Regions from separate parts of the Rattus norvegicus genome. Here region 2 is linked to region 1. The links are chromatin contacts, called in public Hi-C maps. All regions are on one chromosome and are shown on one strand. Each heading gives the region's core, a stretch centred on a gene start, on an enhancer-like site or on the middle of the called end of the contact. The rest is flanking DNA. Distances are from core to core; before and after follow the strand shown. Region 1 holds the start of LOC134479335 (a long non-coding RNA gene). Region 2 overlaps Klhl29 (kelch-like family member 29).

Region 1 (6,953 bases), core at 1,659-4,158:
TCTATGAGGAGACAGAAGGCAGAAATAAGAGAATCTTCAGAAGCACACAGGTAGCTGGCTTCTGTGCAGCAGCAGAACAAGAGACCCTGTGTCAAGGTAGACTTGAGGAAGGGCACCTGAGGTGTCTTCTGAACACACATGTTCTGTGTGTTGTGTGTGTCTATATTTTTACATGGGTTTACACACAGAGAAACACACACATACATGCATACATACACACACACACACACACACACACACACACACACACACACACACCTCCTTAGAATTGGACAGGGTCCTACTGTATAGGCCAAGCAGGTTTCAAACTTATGGAAATCCTCTGCTTCCTGTTCAGTCTTCTGGACGCTAGAGTAACAAGTGTGCCATTTCCATACTCATCAAGATACAGATCTTCAGGCAGCAGGGACTTGGAGCAGACCCTAAGCTCATGAAAGCCAAAGGAGGCTCTGACATCCTGACTCTACAGGCCTGGGCCATGTCCTAGTGAGTAAGGGTACCAAAGCGGTGTAGCAACCTTGCTGTGGTTGTGCCACATCTTCTCCCATGTGCTGCGTCTAGATGACTTGTTGAGGTTCAGAGAACATATCAGTAGGACACATTGGTTTTCACTAGGCACGCTAGCCTCCTGGTTTGTTGAGTGTGTTTATTTCAGACTCAGCACTATAAGAATCTTGCTCCAGGTGATGCTCTTGTACCTGCAAATTCTTATCGCTGCCCCCTTCACCAGTCAGCTGAGCGTGAGCTTTCCACCAAAGAGTTAGCAGTGACTGAGGATCTCTCTTTGTAGCATTTCCCAGCATGGCCAGGGAGGCAGAAAGGAAGGAGAAGGTACTTAGTGCACCAGCAAGGAAGGACACAGTGGGATACATTCATGGTAGCCAAGGATGCCCAGAGGCAGATGTCCCGGATGTCTTCATGGAGAGGGAGAATTGAGGTAAGCAGCAGACATCTGAAGTCTAGGAAGAACGTGAAGAACTCTTCACGAGTCAGAAGAAAGGGTAGAGAGAATAAAGCTGCAGGTTAAGTATTGCGAGGTACGAAGAACGTTTTGCTTCCCACCGTGGTTCCTGCTTGTGTTGGTGCATCTGATGCTTTATGCTTTGTGAATTTACACTTCCACCTGGTTGCATTTTATTAAGTCCTAGCTTTGTGTTTCTGACAGCTGCAATCAGCATCAGGAAAGCCATGTCCTCACTGCTTAGAGACCACTAATTACCACCTTCTTCTCCCTCCCCATCCCCCGCCCCTCATCCCCCTCTTGAAAGTTGAAGAAATGCCCAACAGTGACCACAGGATGTTGATGTGACTCAGGGGTCCCTTTAACATACTTTTTCTGATTTAAGAACCTATTTGATATTTTGGGAATTGTCTAGGTTGGTTTGTTTGTTTGTTTGTTTGTTTGTTTTGCTTTCGAAACTGGACACTTGTATGTTTGGAAGTATAATTTTTAAAAGCCCAATTTCTCAACCCCACATCTTTTTCATTCAGTTTGGAAATGGAGGGGAGGGGGATCACACATGTGGCATAGAAAGGCCCCTCTGAGTCCACTGCCCAAGGCTGCACTCTGACACACTTCACGAGATATGAATGTCTTGATAAATCATGATTATGCCGCTTTTTCCCTGAGAACAGAAGTGGAACTGGCATCTGCTTGTCTGCCACAGAGCATCTCCAGGCCTGGGCGTGCTGTAACCGTCTTGATGAGCTCAAATTGCTTCCTGTACTAGTTTAGGGGCAGCAGTCCCGGGATGAACCGGGTCATCTTGGAGATCTGAGATGCAGAAGTCACTCTGAGTCTCAGAGAGGCTGCTGGTCCAGACTCGTGCCACAGATACCTAGAGCCTCCCCACAGGGTCATGTGAACCAGCTTTCATTTGCAGGCTGGATGGAGAGCTTGGGTTCTGTCTCTTGATGGGCTTTGAGCTCCTCTGGGTCTGTGGCTTGGAGTCATCCACATTGATGGGAGCCTGGCTTCAAGGCCCTGTGGGGACCGCTGCTTTGTGAGGATAGGGCTGATCCAGCCCAGGCAGACTGTGTAAAGTTAGGGCTGACAGCGTGGAAATAGTCCTGCAATGTGAACATGCAGGGCACCACCCTGGATCAAACTTATTCCGTTCATTAGTGTCTCAGCGCTGTACCTGATGTCCTCCCTGATGTCTGGGTTGAAAGCACGGATTGACAAAAGAATTTAAATAATTAGATTTTTTTTATTTACTAATCTTTTGCGTTACCCTTTCCAAATAGCAAAACTATTTTTATATCTTTACAACGTTGCTATTCTTATCCAGAAAGTTCTCTGACCTGCATCTCTTACCTTACCCTGACAGATGGCCTGAAACTCCTCTAAACAGAATTCTTTTTATAACTTTTATACAGAAATAAGTCCAGATCTAAGGCATGCGATTCAATCAGTCTTGCATGGACCTGTGCCGACCTCTGTTGCATACATCCCTGTCAGGAAAAGGAACATTTCCATCCACCGCCTTGGAGGCCAACATCCCAAACCAGAAGCAGTGAGTGATTTGTTTTGAACACGCCTTTTAGCGTGGTGGCTTTTAAAACTTCACCTGAGTTTGGAAAACGAACGTCTTCCTCTGAGGACAGTCTGCTGCTCTCTCCTGGGCACCGGATTCCATCGTTGTAGGCAGGTCAGAAGGGCATTCTTTCCATGTTGTGAGGTCCCCTGGCTGGGACTCAGAGGTCCTGAAGTCTAGTCAGTGGCATGTTTCTACCTGGAACTGCAGGCACTCCCAGTGCCTCCAGAACAAGGGATGGCAAGAAAGCTTATTCTGTTTCCAGGATCGTTTGTCTGCGATTGTGCCCGCTGAGTAGGACTCCAGATTAGAGGAAAAAATGAGAGAGGCCCACTCATCGGCCTGCATAATCAACACTGAACAGATTTCTGCTCCAACAAAGAGAACAGTGTGTTCCCGAGACTCTGCTGTGCAGGCCGAGGCTCGCTGGTGGGCGGTTCTCCTGTGAGGGAATAGAGATTTTTCAGCACCCCCTCCCATCCACCACTTCCCTTTGTGTTGGCCCCAGACTTTCTGGCTCCTGAGATGTGGTTATTGTCCTGAGGCCTGGAGAGGACAGAGGTGGCTCTGGTTATCTGTGCCTCTTCATCCTGACTTTCTATACATACCCCAGGCGTGCGCGCACACACACATACACACACACACACATACACACACACACACACACACACACACACACACACACACACACACACAAAAGCAAAGCCCCGTGAGCCCACCTGTGTGACCAACCTGCTCAGGTCACTGGCTGGTCAGTGAGCGTTCAAACCACCATCCGACCCCTTCGCTTGCCTTCTCTTCTCATGCCAGTGGCCACTCCATTTGCTTACAGGGACTGTGCTCCAACTGCACCCTTGGTGACCCCCCACCCCTGCCCCAGGGAAATCCTAATCTGCACTCTCCTGGGTGTTGTGTGCGAACGCTTCCAGATAGAATCAGTCAGACTGCTGACTTTCAAGACACCAAGCAAGAACAGCCAGACTGCTGTTTGATTTTAGGCCCTCGTGAGTCTCTCTTCTGTGACCCTCGGCAGGTGATTCTTTCTGTCTGGTTCAAATGGTTAAAAATTCCATGGCTCAGGGCTGTTTGGAATAGCCAAGATTAAGAGTGTGTGTGTGTGTGTGTGTGTGTGTGTGTGTGTGTGTGTGTGTGTGTGTGTGTGTGTGGTGTGTGTGTGGTGTGGTGTGGTGTGTGTGTGTGGTGTGTGTGTGTGTGGTGTGGTATGTGTGGTGTGTGTGTGTGTGTATGTGGTGTGCGTGTTATGTGTGTGTGTGTGTCACAAGCACGAGCGTCTCTCTCGCAATTGTTATTTTCCTCTTTAATCAAAGGGATTTAAATGGCCTTAGAATGTATGTGCTCTTTTTTGAATGTCAGAGTTGTGCCCTTTGTAAAATTACCCCAGGGTATGAGAAGAGAACGTGTAAGCAATTAAAATGCACAGGACTGCAGCAGGGGAGAACAACAGCAGAAGCTGCTGCCTGCCTGGAGCACCCAAGGGGCCTGAGTCCTGGGTTGGGGGGTAAAGGAGGCCCAGGCCCACCCCTTGCTCTCTTGCTAGGGCTCTCGCATGACTCTGACCTTTGACAAACTGCCCGCTCCTCAGTGACCCTGTCAGAATGCAGATGTTGGACTAATGGTCACTTAAGATACATGTTCCTTTAAGTGTTGGCTGTGATCACTGCCAATTAGACTGCAAACGCTTAGGTTTTAGATACTCAGACCGGTCGTAGATGCTCCCCTCCGTCAGTGGTGTGGGATTTATGCACATTCATCATCGTGTCACTGTCACCGGCCTTGGGAGCCGAACCAAGACTGTCAAAAAGCCCTGTTATCCACAGTACAGCACTGTGCACTCATGGCCGCTTCCCTTGGGCAGGGGCCGTCCTCGGGTGTACTCTGGCTCCCCTCAAGCTCCTGAGAAAGGCCCCCAGTGAGCGGGGAGGAAAGGGACAAAGTCTTTGAGCCCAGCTTCCAGACCTGAGTCTCCAAAAGCTCCAGACCCTGCCCACATTGCTGACTCTGTTTATGTTGGAAGAGGGACCAAGCTCTGCCCATCGTCCCCACCCCCACCCCTTCTCAGGGTTGTCTTGTTCTAGCCCGCTGCCTATGAAGTTCACAGAAAAATTGCTCTTGGAGCTAGCCAAAGACCATGGAGCAGGAACCATTCAGCCTTCACGGTGATCCCTGGGAGCCTGCTCAGAGGCCACTCGAGTTCAGAGGCAATGAAGCAAGCGTTCTTTGGAACAATCTGTGGTCATCCAGGTCTAACACATTTTAGAAGTGCTTTTCAGTCAAACTTGTTGAATTAATATTCAAGTCTTTAAGGGACAAATGTCAAGGACCTATAAATCCTCTCATTTGGATGAAGCTGGGGCAAGACTCAAAGCAGGTGCTCGGTGGCCATCAGCCACAGTCTTCCAGAGCAGAGCCCAGGGCGCAAGAGTCGCTGTGAATATGTAGCTGACTTCACCAGCTCTAACTGCTCTGTGGCTACACTGTAGTTTCCATGGTTAAGGTCAGAATGTTTATGTCCACGAAGGCTGGGGGTCAGGAGATAGCGGGCTGGGTCTAGGACAGAGGTCCAGTCTTCTCGTGGAAGGGTCACGGCTCCCACTTACAGTTGGAGCTAGAGAAATGGGTATGAGTGGGGCTGGTTAAAGATCCCACCTGTCCAGTGCCAGATTAAACTCAAAGTTCTGACGTTCTGGAGGAGGGCCGTCCTTGAGCCAGTAGGTGACTGGGGGGCCTCTACTGATGGCCACCGTCACCTGTTCTCCCAAGCAGCTCACGCGAAACCCCTCCGGGTTATGCATCTTTAATGTGCCACCCCCTAATCCTCAGAGCATCGTTCATCTTTTACTTTACCCGGGAACAAACATCCCCCGCCCTTTCACTCCCTCCTCCTTCCTCCAAAAACCCTTTCTTTTCTCTTATTACGGACTTCCAGGGGCTAAGGTTGAACATTTCTTACCTTTCAAGGTAGTTTGCCATTGTCCCTTTGATTCTGTGGTTGGCATAAGCCTTCCCAAGTGGAGAACCTAAGGTCCTGCGGGATCCTGAGGAGACAGTTGAGACCCTAATATTCAGGGGGTTCATTAAACACTCTCCCCAGATTGTTCCCCAGCCCTGTAGACTGTTTGCTTCTCCTGCTTCCAGGAGGTGTCCCCAGAACTGTGCTTAGACATTCCCCCTGCTTAGATGGGATACTGGGGCCCTGCAGTCCCCGGGTCCCTAGACTCCCCCTCCTCCTCCCCCTCGGTGTCCTCAGCAGCTCCCCTTCATCAAGCAGGGTGTGTGCTGCCTCCCCTGCCCTTCTACTCCCCTCCTGCCATTACCTGGTTCCATCCATCTCCTCTCAAGGGAGACATTTTCGTCACACTGTCTGAGCAACTCTCAGGACAGCAAAGCACACAGGATGCCGTCACTGCGTCCTCAACGGGTTCTCAAGACCGAGTTATTCAGATCACCCCAAACACTCGTAGAGAGCATCGTGAACACAGCCTCTCTGTGTGGTTCAGAAGAAAGACCAGAGACAGGCGGGGACTTTAGACCTAGATGTGCTTCTAGGTTCACATCCCCAATGTCTGGGCTTCACGAGATGCCTGGCCCAGTTCAGAAGCCACACCCCAGGCCTGGAGGTCTCTGAAAAGATATTCCTTCTGTCACCACAGTCACCAGGCAGCTCTAGGCATAGCTAATTAGGTCAGCTTCTCCCTCTTCCTCTGCAGCCTGTGGCTGACCACAAGGACCAGCCTCCAGAGTAAGGAAAGGACTTCAGCTTCATTCCGCAGCTCCACACCGGGTCTCTCAACAACAGGGTGCTTTGAGCTGAGAGCCCCTGCAATCCTTTTGCCTTTCCTTTCAAGAAATCAGTGAGAAAACAGGCCAGCTCTTCCAGGAGCAGTGGGCAGGTCCAGCTATATTCCTGATGGTCAGAATCTGGTTGCTTTCCCTCACAGGCTCTTGAGTGAGATTCTTCCATGACTAGAGATGATGGACTGGCATTTCTTAGAGACACTGAAGGTGCAGGAAGCCCTGCATCCTGGCCCTTCGACCGTGCGGACCTGTCACCATGATGCCTTTGCCTCACACCTGCTGTGTTCCTTAGTGAAATAAGGTCCTCTGCCTCCAGTTTGCAATGAAGACAGTCCCCACACGGAGGACGGCCACGGGAGCACTCACCCCCAGTCCTGAGAGCCACCGTTCTCATAGTCATCACTTGGTAATTTGTGTCACTCCATTCTTTTGCCAAGGACTCCGGCCCTATCCCTTTTAATACAGTGGCCTAAATGGCAGGTGCTGGGTTCTAGCTCCTCCTCGGTTGCTGCGATGTAGTGAAACGATGGCAGGGTGTTCAAAGTAGCGGCCTCAAAGGCCAGAGAAGGAGGACACAGAATGTCACACAGCTGGACGTCT
Region 2 (6,953 bases), core at 2,523-5,022, 85 kb before region 1:
GGGAGGTCTAGGACCTCGATAGGGAGTTCAGTCCAAGAGCCACGGTGTGCATGAGAGAGTGAAGCCATAAGTCAAAGCTTCACTTCACGGTTGCTGGATATTTATTCTTTGTTTGGGTGGGCACACGCATGCCTTTGTGCAGGTGTGGGACCCAGGGGACATCTTTCAGGAGTCAGTTCTCTCCTTCTACCTTCTGGGGACCAAACTCGGGTTGTCAGCAAATACCCTCAGACCTGTGGAACCATCACTGCAAGTCCTAAGCTTCACCTGGAACTCCCTGGTCTGAACAAATCAAGGAGTGCTTCATGGAGGAAGTAAACCTTGAACTTGGCCGTAGGGCATTTGGTAGAGATCAGGAAGAAAGGTGTAGGGCTAAATAAATATTTACCATTTAAGGTTAGTGTGGAGCAGATTTTGACACTTAAAGTGATACCTATTATGTAGACGTCCAGGTCTGAAGTAATGATGTCTAGTAAACTTACTCTGTGGAGATAGCTACTGTTAATGTATTGCATTATATTTTCCCCAGCCTACTGGTTTACATTTTCAACGGGGCCATACTTGCATATGAATTTTTGCATTTTACTCTTTTAATCCAGTATAAGATAAATATCATCCCGTCATTAAAACTAATTCTCAAATATCCTTGTTGGATAGCTGTGTGCTATTCTACCACACCTCCGTGCAGAGTTGCTCAGCCATCCCCACAGAATGGTTTTCCTCTCCTGTGACACCGTGGTGGATATTCTTATAGGCTGTTTTGGTTCACAATTTTGGTGACAGGCAGATCAGCCGAGGCCCAGTTCTGAGGGCAATATTTGGCTCACCATGTTAAGGCACCAAGATCTCGATTGTACACACGACAAGGTAATCGGACCAGGCTATGGGATGGCTGAGTGTTAAATGACATCATGTTTGGATGGAATTCTAGAAATAGAATCACCAAGATTTGAACTTTTAAAAATTATGTAACTTTCCAATTATAAAAGTAGTGTTCTTTATGGGAAAATCTTACAGAAAGGAAAACCAAGTGTAACCTTTCCACTCAGAAATAAAAACAATTAATGTTTTACAATCTACTGTGTTTCACCCTCAGCAGAATTAGGGCGGAACTGTGTATCATTTTATGTCCTGCTTTTTTTTCCCTTCTGCGTCTTGTATTGATTTTGCCTTGTCATTCACTCATTCAGGAAGAAATTATCTTAGAAGGCTGTATTTCTTTATATTCCATTGTGCTAATGTGTCACGTTTTATTTAATTTACTATTTTTTTTGGATATTCAGATCATATGGTTACTTAAATACTATAAAAATTTACTACGAGATATACTGCAATAAGATAGCATTGAACAAATATCTTTGAACTCCGGAGTATTTCTTTAGGATTAATTCCGGGAAATGGCAGTCACTACAACAGAGATAGGCACATACTGAAGGTCTGTATTGCTGTGTTGTCCCCGAAGAGCTGGGCTCTTCTACCCCCTATTCCCACCCCATAATCGGTGTGAACACTCATTTCGCCCCACCTCCTGCCTTTTGTAATTTTTAAGTTGGAGTCCGTTAGGTGGGTGAGTAATGGGATCTCGTGGTCTCACTTTGTATTTCCTTAATTACCAGTGAGCTGGGGTATTTGTCTCGGCGTTTATTGACATTCCTGTCCTTTGCTTTTCTTCTACTTATATTTATCCTTTTTCCCCCTATTGATTTATAAGAACTCTTTATGCATAAGAGGATATTAACCTTTTGGTGTAACGCTGGAATATCTCTCGGGTTTGTCATTTGTCTTTTAAATTCATTTATGGCTTCTCGGGTGCACTGAGGGCCTTATTTGTGGGTCCTATTCATCAGCCTTGCGTGCTGGGTTCTCTTGTTTTTATGCTTACAGGATCCTTCCCGTTCCTGGCTTCAGATATCTGCTCATTTGCATTTTCTTCTGCTTGTTGGAGGATTCATTTTGCACATTCAACTTTTTGTCCTGGTTTCTCGTTTTGTTCTCAGCCATAAGAGAAATTTAACTTTTTCTTAATGGCTAATTCTTCCAGCTCTGATTAGGAAAGGATTTTTTTTTTTGTTGGCCCTACTGATTTAAATCACTGCCTCTCTTACACTAAATTCTTGTAGGCAAGCATGTATTTTTAGCCCATTTATTCCTTCCAGTCTGACCAAATACGAAACCACATTGTTTTAATTATAGAATTTTTATTTGCGTATTAAAACCTGGTAGTGCAGACTATCTCTGGCAGTATTATTTTCCAGAAATAATTGTTGGCTACTGTATCTGACACAACTAGAAGACCAGTTGAACTTTACAGTCATCTTTTTTCTCCAAACTAAAAAAAAAAACAGCTTGTTGAGTTAACGTGACATGATGTCTGCCTGAATTAGATGATAGCTATAAATTGATTTATAAAGAATTGACATCCTACCGACAATATTGAGTCTTCTCCTTCAGGAATATGCGCTTCCATTTACTCTGTTTATTTGAACCTGCTTTCATATGCTCGGTAAACATCTGTGAGTTTCCTCATAAGAGCTCTGCACTGTTCTTTAAAAACCTCATCCCTAGACGTTGCATAGAGTTAGAGATCTGTCTGTCTTGCCTCACCCTGTTCTCTACTGATTCCTTACTGATGAATAGGAAAAGCTGTTAATATATTTCTTTTGTTACTGAAGTCATTTTGGCTAGGCTTTTGTTTTGTTTTGTTTTGCTTTGTTTTCTTTTTCTTTTTTTTCTTTCTTTCTTTTTTTTTTTTTTTGATTTGGTTTTGGTTTTTCAAGACAGGATTTCTCTGTGTAGCCCTGGCTGTCTCAGAAGTTGCTCAGTAGACCAAGCTAGCTCAAACTCAGAGATCTCTGCCCATCTCTGCCTCCCAAGTGCTGGGAATAAAGGTATGTGCCTCCCCTGACTGTCAGATGACTAGACTTTTTCAAGGCTCTGGAAAGATGCTGATAATTTTCGTATATTCAATCCATAGTATCTAGGAAAGCTGGTATTAACAGTTTTCAGGCATCTATATTTCTTTGAAGGCTAATGGCCTCTTGTACACATTCCAATGTAGTTTCTTTCTGACTCGAGACCCAAGACCTAGAAATGGGTTTTCTTGGGGCATACCATCTCATCATGAATCGTAGTTGCTTTTAGGCCTCCCTTGAAGTAAGTAGCCATGGTGACTCTGGTGGGCTGAAAGGGGACAATCTGTAGATAGGTGTTTGCGGTTCACAACCCTGCTTTGTGAGAGAGTGGAAAGAGCTGGTCATAAAGAATCACATGGGAGCTGGCTCTGGATGTCTGTCCCAGATGAGTAGAGAGAGCCCTACTGATTGATATTAGCACTGGGTTTTACTTTACCCAGATGTACGCTCACAGCCAGACAAACTCGAATGCGAAGAAACAGTAAGGCATCCCATGCTCCTAGAGTTGATCCCCGGTGGATACTCAAAATTGTCATTCACAGCATTAAACGGAACCAACCTTGAAGGGAGAAACAGAGAGAAGGAATGGCCAGGAATATGGCTGTACTTTCAAACACACTTCATGCCCAGACCCTATCCCAGGCTCACTTGGTGCTGTCACCTTCTCCACATTAAGACCTCCTCTCTGGAGTGGAGGAAGAATTTCTCCTACCCGGTTCTCCCTGGCATATGGCGTCAGGTGGGGGTGGGATCTCCCCACATCCCACACAGACGGCTTGCGAATGTTCCAATCGTGTGCATTTCCTCTGTTGGACGAACAACTCATCTTTTACTCTTGGATTCCTATGCCAGTTGGGGAAGGTTGTTTTTCTCCCACTTGAAAACCTTCCTCGGAAGGAATATGTTGCCGTCAGCAATGCCTCTGTGTTGTAACTGTCTCCTATGAAGCCAGACTGCAAGGCAGCATGTCGTCCCTCGATAGAAACCCAAACCCATTATTTCAAGCTTCAACAAATATCCGAGTGCCTTCTGGGTGCCCAACGCTGTGTGCGGTACTAGAACTGGGCAAACAACACAAGGATGGCTGGTCCTTTCACACAAGGATAGCAGTTCTCGACCTGTGGGTCCCAAAATACCTCTTTGCAGCGGTTGCCTAAGAGCATTGAAAAACACAGATATTTATATTACAATTCATAACAGTAGTAGAATTACTATAGTGAAGTAGCAACAAAAATAATTTTAGGGTTGGGGGTCACCACAAGAAGGAACCGTATTAAAGGGTCACATAAGGAAGTTTGAGAACCATTGGACTTAGTTCTGCTGGAAAATGTTTATCAGGCAGCACTGGCAGCAGTGACACCAGGAAGGAAGATACACTGTGCCTTTACATGGAGCCTTGCCTCGTCTCAGATTCAGAGAGTGGGTGGTGACTGATCTGAGACTTAAAAGAGCTGCTAACCTTGATATAACTGTTACAGCTGAGTTTTAAGGGGGGATGGGCTAGAGCAGTTGCTTCTCAACCTTCTTAACGCTGTGACCCTTTAATACAGTTCCTCATGCTGTGGTGACCCCCCCCCAACCATAAAATTATTTTGTCGCTACTTCATAACTGTAAGTTTGCTACTTTTATGAATCATGATGTAAATGTCTGATATGCAAGACATCTGCAGATCACGAAAAGGGCATTTGGCTCCAAAGAGGTTGCGACCCACAGGTTAAGAACTCTGTGCTACAGACCACATGAAGCTCAAGAAGAAGAAAGACCAAAGTGTGGATGCTTCGGTCCTTAGAAGGGGGAACAAAAATACTCACAGGAGGAAATATGGAGACAAAGTGTGGAGCAAAGACCGAAGGGGAATCCATCCCATATGCAGCCACCAAGCCCAGACAATATTGCTGATGCCAAAATGTGCATGCTGACAGGAGCCTGATATAGCTGTCTCCTGAGAGACTTGGCCAGAGCCTGACAAATACAGAGGCCGATGCTCACAGCCAACCATTGAACTGAGAACAGGGTCTCCAATGGAAGAGTTAGAGAAAGGACTGAAGGAGCTTAAGGGGTTTGCAACCCCATAAGAACAACAAAAATAACAACCAACCAGACCCCTCCCCCAGAGCTCCCAGGGACTAAAGCACCATCCCAGAGTACACAGGGATGGAACTATGGCTCCAGCTGCATATGTAGCAGAGGATGGCCTTGTCAGGCATCAGTGAAAGGAGAGGCTCTTGGTCCTGTCAAGGCTCAATGCCCCAGTGTAGGGGAATGTCAGGGCAGGGAGGTGGGAGGGAGTGGGTGGATGGGTGGGGAATACCCTCATAGAAGTAGAGGGAGACAGCCGGTTTCTGGAGAGGAAATCAGGAAAGGGAATAACATATGAAATGTAAATTTAAAAAATCCAATAAAAATGTCTAAAGAAAAAACCCTCTGTGCTAGAGGTAGGGTGGATAGTGGACTAAGCAGAGAGGTTCATGTATGGGAGCGACTATGAGACTTTAACAAAAGAGAGGCAGCCACTGATGCCTTAGCATCAGTGAATTAATTTGACAGGGAGTACGGAGCAGGGAGATGCCATTGTAGAGTTCTGCTGGCCACTTACCACACAATCTGTCCTAATTGTCGGATGCGGACCGATTTTGCTGGCTTTTAAGAGTGTGTCACTTTTGGCAGGTAAGATGGCTCAGTGGTAAAGGCATCTGTCTCTAACAGACCTGGTAACCTGAGTTCAATATCTGGGTCCCACCGGGTGTAAGGAGAGAAATAAGTTCTACTAAGGACTGAGCTGAGAGGGCCCCTAAGATTCACGGTGGGCAGTCAAATGTCTAAGTCTGGCTCATTAAGAGTGAGTAGGGTCAGGGACATACATTTGCATAGATCGCCCGTGCAGTTTGTGGTGGGTGGCATCTTAGTGCTAAGGGACGTGCTATTTGCCCCCAGTCCACCAATAACCAGCCACTCCCTAATTCCAGAGGTGATGCTTTCCTGGCTGGGAAAGAGATCTCCTGTGTGCCATCACCAGGTACTGCTGCAGCAGAGCTTAAGATTAACACATGACGCTAAGGAACCCTGGATGCCAACTCTTGGTCACTCTCCAGACTCCCAAGTCCTCTCTTGAAGGATACTCCTGACTTCAGAGTGGGAAGCCGGAGAACCTCTCTTTCCCTTCCTCTCATCTGTCCTGAGTTCACCCTCCCTCAGGGCCCAGTCCAGAACCACGAACTTCAAAATATATTGAATATATTTAAATATATTTAAAATGTATCTTGTACCTAGGCCAGGAAGAAAATTAACTTTTCTTAAAATTCGACATCACATATACATTGGACATTCAATAAGTACTCATTAAATAAAGCTGACAGGATTAGAATACTAATGGGACAAATATTGAAAAGGAAGGATATCCAAAATCCCTTGTGAGGCCAGGTGAGGGAGGTAGCATTCAGCTGAGCTAAGGTAACTAAGGATGTGGGTGATTTAGAAGGAGCTGGGGATTAGGGTGGGGACATGTGAGGGCAGAAGAAGCAGGAAGTCCTGGGGGGGACATGGAGAGGTATCTGTGGCTGGAGCATATCACGTCTCTTGGAAAGGGGCGTGTCAAGAGTAGAAGCAGAGGTCCAGGTAACCATCCATGGAGGGGATACAGGAGTGTGGGTTAGGGTGTCTAAGCAGCCAAGGTGAACAGTTTAAGCAAGACCTCAAGAAGAGAGCCATGGGCAGGCCCGATTTCCTTCTGTTACATATGCCGGAAGAGTTTTCTCAGTCTTCCTGCTGTCAGGAGATGAAACAAGACAAAAATATCCTTGTTCTCCCTGCACTGGGGCATGAAGGCTTGGGCTAGGATTTTAATAGGTACTGATAACATCTGATGTCACTTTCCCCAGATGTGAAAATGGCAGCTCCCAAGTGTCAGCAATGTTGAGTGATTGACTCTGAGGGTCTCCTAGGACTCTTTAGGCAACGTACAGATAGATTCTAGTCAGGATCACGTAAGCTATACGCAGGCCCAGTCTAGTAACCAACACACTAGGGGGGGGCCAAGATTT

Evidence for each region. A called contact is a pair of places that touch in the nucleus more often than the background predicts.
Region 2: a contact with region 1 is called in a Hi-C map of frontal cortex, with 1.4 times the contacts expected there. The contact joins two enhancer-like sites. A contact is called at or near these places in 2 of 12 Hi-C or Micro-C datasets (Schwann cells and frontal cortex).

What each region holds. Positions count from the first base shown.
Region 1 is chr6:33,998,521-34,005,473 of GRCr8, reverse strand. The region is part of intron 2 of Klhl29 (kelch-like family member 29); the gene reads left to right. LOC134479335 (a long non-coding RNA gene) reads right to left here and starts at 6,296. Exons shown (of 3, transcript XR_010052512.1): 1 at 5,873-6,296; 2 at 5,509-5,593; 3 at 2,191-5,163. Within about 2 kb of position 2,908, at least 35 of the 93 cell types and tissues checked have an H3K27ac peak or open chromatin away from gene starts, as enhancers often do.
Region 2 is chr6:34,084,555-34,091,507 of GRCr8, reverse strand. All of the region lies in intron 1 of Klhl29 (kelch-like family member 29), which reads left to right. Among named protein-coding and RNA genes, the nearest start is that of Klhl29, 22 kb to the left of the region's middle. Within about 2 kb of position 3,772, at least 5 of the 93 cell types and tissues checked have an H3K27ac peak or open chromatin away from gene starts, as enhancers often do.